Regions from separate parts of the Mus musculus genome. Here region 2 is linked to region 1. A link is a contact called in public HiChIP or PLAC-seq data. All regions are on one chromosome and are shown on one strand. The core of a region is the stretch at or near the end of the contact, and the rest is flanking DNA. Distances in the headings are between cores, read along the strand shown.

Region 1 (4,846 bases), core at 57-2,556:
ATCCCTCCTTCATCCTCTTCCCAAGCTGACCATATTCTGCATGTCCCTTCAATGTCAGCACTACTCGGGTTCAGAAGAGACTATTTAAGTCCACACCTTTTAAAACAGCTGGGTTATCCAGCTATAGGCTGGCTGAGTGGTCAGAAGGAAGACTGGAATTCAGAGCTTAGGGCCAGGTTCCATCCTTCATGGACCAGTAGGAAATAGGCAGGGCTGAAAAGGTAGAAAAGGCAGAGGCCGTGTATCCAAAGGTGCATCTGGCCCAGCTGGCAGAGGCTGTGCATCCAATGGTGCATCTGGCATAGCTGGCAGATCTGTGCTTTCAATGGCACAGCTGGCACAGCTGGAAGAGGCCATGAATCCAGTGGCATGTCTGGCACAGCTGGCAGAGGCTGTGCTTCCAGTGGCACAGCTGGCACAGCTGGCTTCTGACTTTCCTTACTTCTTGCTTCTTTAGTTGGTAACAACTACCTAGTGGTCAGATCTGAATTTCAGGACAGTTCTCTTGTCACTTGTGATCAGAATGGACCAGGAGCTCGGCTGACCCACTGCTGAGCACAGTGAGCCCCTAAGCTGGAGAGAGCATGGGGTTCACCTCCACTCAGCTCCAACTTCTTCCCCAACAGTGAGTAATGGGTGGCAGGACCCAGCCCATTTCGGACAGCAACAGTTCTGGCACAATTCTTTCTGTCTCTGAGTGACCAGAACTGGGGAAGGAATGTCTTATTCATAGTAACTGCAATCAAATTATCTTCTCACTAGACTTCTTTAAGTGGGAGCCTGAAATATTTACACTATAAAGGCCATTGGTACTTATTTCCCCCCCCCCATTAGTTTTTGAGATAGACTCTGGACCTATAGCCCAGGCTAGCTTGGAACTGATAATGTAGGCCAGACGAGGCTTGCTTTTAGTTAGTGTCAACCCTTCTGCCTGACACCCCAGAATCAGGCATTATACGTGCAATGTCTGGCAAAAAAAAAAAAAAAAAAAAAAAAAAAAAAGAAGATTTAAGAACAAAATAAAGCAAGAAAGTTCAAGAGTCTACCCTTGGCTAAGTGAGTCCCAGTCTCAAACAAATAAACAACAAATCGACAAAGATGCCTAGAGAAAGAAGTCAGAGATGTAAATAACTAATTTAAAGGAAATCAAAACCCCTTGGCATCTTAAGAAATCTTCAGGTGATTTTGTCTGCAGTTGTACAAGGACCCAACAGAACCATGTTGGGTAGACAGTGTGTGCTAGCTCAGAAGTAGTCAGTGGCTTACTTGTAATGCTAGATGACAAATCAGCTTAGTTGCTGTTCACAGAAAGAGGAGGAAGTCAGGAGGGGCCATTCAGACCAAACAGGAAGTGTGGTTAGTGCTGAGGTCAACTGGAAACTCAAAGAGACACAAGTTGGTCCACTCTTCCCAGAGGGCTGGGAAGAGGTTTCTGAGGTGAAGGTAACACCAATGGGAGACTCTTCAAGGCCCAAGCTCTGGAACTTATCAGCCTGGGTCTTATCAAGCTCTGGACAGCAGCCAGTTCTGTGTCTCTTGGACTCAGGCAGAAAGACCTGAGTTGGTCGCTTGTGTTGGAAGACTTCTCAGCAGGAGAGGGAGATCAGGACACAGTGTTCCTAACTGGGCTCTAGAATTTCAACAGGCCTGCACTGCCCAACAGGGGGTCTTTGTTTTGTTGTGAAGGGTGTTACCCAGCAACAGGGCAGCTGATTCTAACTTCAGGACTAGTCAGGTACCCACGGGTCTTCTCAACATCAGGGGGTCTCAACTAGAACAGTGAGTCCTCCTGAGGGGTCTGCGTCTGCGGGAGATCTGTCCTCCGCTGACTGGTCCTCTATAACCACCATGAAGTGCAGCATTACAACCATTGGTTTTAGGGAGAAGTGCTTGCTGAGGCCCAGGAAAGGTACCCAGAGGAGGTGAACAGGCCCAGGCACCAAACAGCACTCAAGAAGTGAGGGGTGATTGCCCGTCTGCCTCCACTTCCTTCCCATCTTAGTTCTGCATCCTTCATTTGACCCAACTTCTCAGGGTCTGTGCTAAGAACCCTGGTGCTGCAAAATGCTCACATCCTTAGATCAGTGTCTCTTGAATAAGTATGCATGAAGCTGTCTCAGCAGCAATGACAACATGGTACGGTAGACTCAACAGAATTTTCAGAGGATAGGATTCAAGCATCTTAGAGGTCAGTATTCCACAGACAAGTAGGAGATGTACCAGCTGTGTTAATCACCCACTACCATTAATGTGGATGCTTTCCAAAGATCAGGAATGTCTGTGTAGGGCTGGCAAGATGGCTCGGTGGTTAAGAGCACTGACTGCTCTTCCAGAGGTCCTGAGTTCAATCCCCAGCAACCACGCGGTGGCTCATGGCCATCTGTGATGGGATCAGATGCCCTCTTCTGCTGTGTCTGAAGACAGCTACAGTGTACTCGTATACATTAAATAAATTAAATGAATAAATAAATAAATAAGTGTTCTGTAACACACATGCAAAGCCACTTTGACAATGCTAAAAGTAGTAGAACCCTCAGCTCTTACGGACACTCAGATCGATTTACCTGAAGGAGGAACTAAAACTCAAACCAACTTCTTTTTGAAAAAGGGAGAATAATTGCCACCTTCAATGTAAACAGCTAATTGGACAGTTACACTGATCTTAGTAAACCTTTCCGGTTATAGCCATTCACATGGGTTCCCTGGGGAGAATTCCTGTTCCCAGGAGGTCTGCCCTGCTTAATAACATTGACAGGAAAGGCTGTTCACCTGGGGCCAAATCCCTGGTGTCAAATTCAAGCAGGCAGTGTCAGGTTCTTGGCCACAGACTTAAATGAATGGTTTCTCATGAAGAATATTAGAATTTGGAATAGAAGAAAGACTGAAAAAAAAAAGGGCTCTCTTAAGAGACTTAGTCATTCCTTTCTCAAACCAATTCCGGCTGGTCCTGAAGAGGCTGGAGAACTACCAGGGAGAAGTGTGAAGACCGGAGTCTTGAGTTAATCAAACCAACCCCCGCTCTCAGTAGCTTGGATATCATTCCTCACCCTGGGTCTGGTTTGCCTTTCTTAGACTATGTGACATGAAAGTCAGGGGCACAGAGTCTGGAACAGACCATGTCATATGCTATGTCCCCTGCCCTGCCAGCTCAGGGCCTGGGGTGAGCTCCTTCCCCAGGCTGCGTTTCATCTCATCACATGGAGCCTTTTGTGTGTGCGCGGTTATGAAGACTAGCACACCTACTGATAACTGTGTCTATTGCACAGTGAGCATCCAGCGTAGGCTGAGATGAGGAGGATGAATGTGTTTTCAAGGACTGGGAAGATAGCTCAGTGGCCACAGTGCCTGCGCTTGCTGTCTGAGTATGAGAACTTGAGTCCGTGGAACCATTGTTTACATAAAAGCACTTGTGGGGTGCGCCTGAAACTCCAACTCTCGAGGGTGGACACAGAGAGACAGGTAGATTACTGGGGTTTGCCAGTCAGCTAACATGGCCAAAATGGGGAGTTCTGGGTTCAGGGTGAGACTCATATGGGCAGGAACAGAGCAATATCTGAACCCACATCACACACACATACCACCTTGTATTATATATGATTAGCATATTGTATATTATTAATATATTAATTTTATATAGTAATTATGTTGTATATTAATATATAATGTTATATATTAATATTTTGTTTTTAGCCTGCTGACCAGATGAGAAGTAGACAGAGAAAATGCAAGTTAAAATAAAAAACAAACCTGCCATCAAGATTTTATCCTGGAGGGTCTAGAGAGATATCTCAGTGGCTAAGAACACTTCAGGCTCGTGGAAAGGATCTGGGTTCAGTTCCCGGCACCCACGTGGTGGCTCACCAACCATTAGTAACTTCAGTTCCAGGGAATCTGATGTCGTCTTCTGACTTCATGGGCAAAGACACTGATGTGGTACACATACATACATACATACATACATACATATACATACATACATACATACATACATATGGGTAAAACATCACACAATTAAAATAAACAAATCTTATAAAAAGAAAAAAATGAACTTATCACTAAGGACACAAAAGAACTTATCACTAAGGACATTTTAGCTCCCAGCAGAAGTTACATTATAAACTCTGAAACTCCCAGGTGGCAGTAGGAGGAAACAAAGTCTTTGAAACAAAAGCTGGGGACTCTGCTCAATAGCACAGCAGTTTTGAAACATTCTTTCCACTTCAAGGCCAGAATGAAGCCTGATTCTAAATCAGAGTCAGGGGCATCAACACGAAGTTTTTTTATCTTCAGTTAGCAGGCACTGATGTATTTCCTAGCCTTGTTCGTTGAAAGGGCTGAAAAGCAATGATACCCCACAGCACTAAGCACACATGAATTCCAGTTTGTGGGGTTTAATCCCATTTTTTAATATAAGAAATCAGGGCTTTTTGGAGAAAAACACATATAAGACAAGCAACTTACTGTACAAGGTATCCACCAAGACACAAGAACCAACAGGGAAGGACTCCTAGTGGCTGAAACTGGAATAGCTTGAGAAAAAAACAAAACAAACAAACAAACAAAACCCCCAAAAACAAAGTATTGCTTTCTAACAGAGTATAAAAGAAGCCTAGTCCACCAGACCATTTTAGATTCTTAGCCAGAATGTTACAACTTCTCTGGGACCAAAAGTACTGGTTAAAGATTACAGAGCACATCGCAAGTCCACGTCACTTAAGCTGTATGAATTAGGTCAGTCAGTGCTGGTCTGAGGATGGACAAGGATGGAGAAGAATATCAACCTAGAAAACAAATCTGTATATATACTACATGTGATATCAGCCTGAGACAGGGTTGCATGTCAGTG
Region 2 (4,238 bases), core at 607-3,106, 120 kb after region 1:
TACACACAGTGCAATAATATTAAAACGAATCGCCTCCCTGTGTGTGATTTTATTTTATTTTATTTTTTTTGCTGAGTGTATTTCTTCTGTGTCAGTTTCTTTACACAACTGAGAATGGGCACCTCTCACTTCTGTGCTGACAATAGCTGCAGATTTGACATCTCAGGCTTTTGCACTGAGGCAGGTTTGGGCTAGCTTGGTGTTGGCTGTCTGGGTCTTTACATAGTATCCTGGAACTCACTAGATAGACCAGGCTGGCCTTCAGCTCGGAGCCCCACCTACCTCCTCCGCCTCACACTGTCTGTGTTTAAAATGAGCATCATCTTTTGGATTTTTTGCTAAGAAGGACTTCTCTATTCTGTTTCTCAGGCTCCAATCACATCTTCCACCAAGAAAGGGCTTCATTTCCGTATCAAGCCTTCTAGAAGAGTTTGTGGGTGCCCATGTGCACATGTGCATTTTTAGCTGTGTACCTCAGGTATACCTTTATGCCTGTTTTTAAAAATCAGTTGGTCCCTCCCTGCCACTATATAGTGTAGGTCCTATTCTACTTGCTGGTTTCATAGGATAAATGGAAACTTAACACAGAAGGAACATTGAAAATTCAATCTCTAGAAACAGTTCCAAAAGCAGAGTTGTGGAGTGGGGAAGTCTGTTGATGGGCTCTGTCAGACACTTTATAGCCAAGGAATGTCATTGTTGGTGCCTGACAGTCTTGGCAGCTCAGTGTGGTGTTGCACACCTGTATTCCCAATCAGGGAGGATCATTGTAAGTACAAGACACAGTTGGGCCACTCTGTAAATGATAAACACTACTCTAATTAAACAATTGGTCTAGTCGAGCTAGGTAGCTTATACGTAGCAGAGCACGAGAGATGAGCCTAGGCCTGGTTTAGATTTCCCACTTCTTTCTCAGTTTTTAACTTTTATATTTTAGAGACTACTTTTCTTAAAAAGCTGAAGATTAGGTTGTTTTCAACTACTTTGTATTTCTTTTGTGTGTAGGGAGGTGGGAGTCAGCAGGGGGTGGGTGCTGTTTGTAACTTTGTGTTTTTATACAGAGAAGTGTTCCATTGTGAACAGAAAGTCTCTTCATGATCCAGGATTAGAAGGATGTATGTGCTTAATTTAACTTACAGTGGGCAGCAGTTTTCAGTGGGCTTAGAACTAGGAATGGCTAGGTTCCCATCGAGATTCCACTCTATGGTTAGAACACATTTAGCCCCGGTTGGCCTCAACCTCATAACCCTCCTGCCTCGGCCTCAACCTCATAACCCTCCTGCCTCAGCCTCCCAAGTGCTGGGACCCCCAGGGCAGTCTGTACATAGTTAAGTTTGAGATCAGCTGGCTTACATGGCGAGATGGTCTCAAAAAAGAGAAAGGAAAGAAAGAGGCTCTGGTTAACAGACAGTAGCCCAGCGCTGCCCTTGCCTGGTAATCTATTCCTTTAACTAATATAGTCCATTTTTAGGTGGAGTGATGGTTGCTTGTTGGACTTAGGGCTGGTATTTTTCTGTTTGTTTTATTACTTTTTGCTTACTCCTTTCCTAAGTTCCTTTCATATTAAGTATTTTCTGATAAATCCATTTTTATTCCTGTGTTTTTCTCTGGTTATACCTTTTTGTATGTTTCAAAGATTATTCCCAGAATTGTAATTTTCTTCTTTAATTTGTGTTATCTTCAATTGAGAGGTAAGGTACTAGGCTGAGTATAGCTTAGTGCTTGCCTCCTGGGATTGAGGCCTGGAACTTCCAGCACTTTAAACAAAACGGTCAGAGAGGGCTTCTGGGTAAGACACTTCCTGACACCCCGAGTCCCAGTCAGAACCCACGTGGTGGAAGGAGAGAACTGACTTGTATCACATGTGCTGTGACACCTGCATATATACCCACAGGCACATGCCCCTGTACATGCTATGATAGAAACTTAGTGTGCTACTTCAATAAGCTGTAAAAACCTTGTAGTAAACCTAACCTTTGCATTTACATAACACCTTGATGCTGGGGCGGGAGGTTGTTATTGTTTTTTTTTGTTTGTTTTGTTTTTTTTAAGACAAGGTTTCTCTGTGTAGCCCTGGCTGTCCTGAAACTTACTCTGTAGATCAGGCTGGCCTTGAACTCAGAAATTTGCCTACCTCTGCCTCCCAAGTGCTGGGATTAAAGACATGTGCCACCTCTGCCCTGCAATGTTGTTTTATTTAAAGATACCAGTACTGTGTATATATGGTGTGTGTGTCTGTGTGAGTGTGTATATATATACACACATATGTACAGACTTTTTTTTCAGCAGCAGTGATAGGTTTTAAACAATTTTAGTGACATTTTCGTATGTGTCTATTACATATGACATAGATATATGCATACATATATCATATGTTCTCTGCTTGTATTATGGGTTTGGTTTTTTTTTTTTTTTTTTTTTTTGAGACAAGGTTTCTCTGTATAGTTCTGCCATGTTGTAGAGCAGACTAGCCTTGACTGAGTTTCTCATTATAACCTGTGGCAAGAGCATTTGCAGTGTGGGCAGGGTAAGATTTAAGTCAGTTTTAAGTCATCTGTAGTCAAAGCTTTATGGTCTTCATTAAGATGAAATCTATAGTCAAGAATGGATGAAAAAGTAGGTGTGGTAACATGCTTACAATTCCAGTATTTAGAATGCTGAGGCAGGAGGACTGTGGGTTAGGCCAGCTGGGGCACAGAGTGAGATCCTGTTTGAAAAGTTGAGTGTGGGGTTGGGGTGGGGACCTTTAAATAGACTAGGGAAGATAACTCAGGCCAGAGTGACACCCTTCCTGGGGCCACAATAGTAGATGTAGAAGTGAGCCTTCCATCAGTGTCTGTGCCAGAGGGGAGGGAGCACCCTTTTTATGGACATGTGGCCCCCCGTGACTGATAGAAGGATGATAAAAGATAGGAGCAGATATGGCTCTGTAATCCTCTAAGGGTGTGCCTTTCAGATGTGGCTGTTTGATGTATGTCTACATTTAAATTAACAAGGATATTTATCAAAATAGATGTCTATAGGCCTCATTCTAGACTTGCATAATCAATATCTGAGTATATGATCTAGGAATGTGCATTTTAGATAATTCTCCATGCTGGTCTTAAGCGCAGTGACGTTTAACAATAGCTGCTACCAGAGTCTTCCCTGCTTTTCCCACCTTTTATGAACCAGAATCATGTTTATCTGTGAACCCATGTGAGACTCTGATGAAACAGTTTGGTCATAGTCATAGAATTCTAGAGCCTGCATAAGGTGCCTGACAAGACCATGCCAGCTCAGCAGCCTGACAGTATGAAGGGGAAGACTGACGGCAAATAAGTGTCCAGTGGCTTCTACAGTTCTTTAGTTCACGATGAATAAGGTACCTTATGATTATAGAGTAGAAATGATGTGAAATTTTTCTGCACTAAGTAATTATTTCTATATGGCTTAGTGTTGGTTTTTAAACCCAGTTTGAAGTCTGTCTTTTAATAGACATATTTAGCTCATTTACAACTGGTTCCTAATTATAATATAGTTGGGTTTAAATTCCTCTCTGGCTCTTCTGTCTGCGGGTTCTGTGTCTCTCTCACTGCTTTTATATTTTTCCTTCTTTCCTTTGGGCTATTTATGGGCTTTATTATTTATTCATCTTTGATTTTTAAATATAGCAGTTGTTTTCAGGTTTATACATTGGTGTTTTAATTCTGGCTGGGACCCTGGCCTCACTAGTGTGTCTCATGCAGCAGTGTACCTGTGTTGCTGTCTTGGTGTGTTAGGTGGATGTGTGTACTTTGTGCTGTGTTGTCTGGGAGTGCCATGTGTTAGGTGTGTCTGTGTACCCACTGTATGCACTACTGGTTTCACCCCACACATTTTTGCTTCGCATTTCAGACCTAATACCTTTGTCTACTTATCCAGTTCCCGATAGCTTTGTTCCTCCACGAAGATCCCATCCTTTTATTACGTCTCCTACGAAATGTGTGCACGCTGCCATCAGTATTTGCATGCTTGAGAAAACCTTAGTTGACAGGTTTCTGGCTGTTGAGTTGATCTTTTCTTTCTCTTTAAAAATAGAGTTATGTGTATGAGTGTGTAGTGTGCGTGTATGTATGTGTACCACATGCATGCAGTGTTGGCAGACTAGAGAGGGTGTCAGATTCTCTGTACCTGCAGTTAGTTGTTGACCTGAGTGCTTTGGGAGAGCAGCGAGGGCTCTCAAACATGGGGCCGTGTTTTTTAGCCCTCCACCTCCA

The links. HiChIP or PLAC-seq counts read pairs in DNA pulled down with a chosen protein or histone mark.
Region 2: an H3K27ac HiChIP or PLAC-seq map of microglia shows a contact between it and region 1, with 4 times the contacts expected there. The contact joins two enhancer-like sites. A contact is called at or near these places in 1 of 39 promoter capture datasets (the C10 cell line), 1 of 484 Hi-C or Micro-C datasets (bone marrow-derived macrophages), 9 of 115 datasets of contacts at active chromatin or transcription factors (the HPC-7 cell line, bone marrow-derived macrophages, embryonic stem cells and 5 more) and 3 of 9 other capture datasets (adipose tissue, liver and pancreatic islet).

What each region holds. Positions count from the first base shown.
Region 1 is chr17:65,673,460-65,678,305 of GRCm38.p6, forward strand. The region is part of intron 5 of Rab31 (RAB31, member RAS oncogene family); the gene reads right to left. Among named protein-coding and RNA genes, the nearest start is that of Gm35477, 34 kb to the left of the region's middle. Within about 2 kb of position 1,307, at least 80 of the 459 cell types and tissues checked have an H3K27ac peak or open chromatin away from gene starts, as enhancers often do. A contact at or near this core is called in microglia, where this site is marked.
Region 2 is chr17:65,796,790-65,801,027 of GRCm38.p6, forward strand. All of the region lies in intron 2 of Ppp4r1 (protein phosphatase 4, regulatory subunit 1), which reads left to right. Among named protein-coding and RNA genes, the nearest start is that of Ppp4r1, 16 kb to the left of the region's middle. Within about 2 kb of position 1,857, at least 15 of the 459 cell types and tissues checked have an H3K27ac peak or open chromatin away from gene starts, as enhancers often do. A contact at or near this core is called in microglia, where this site is marked.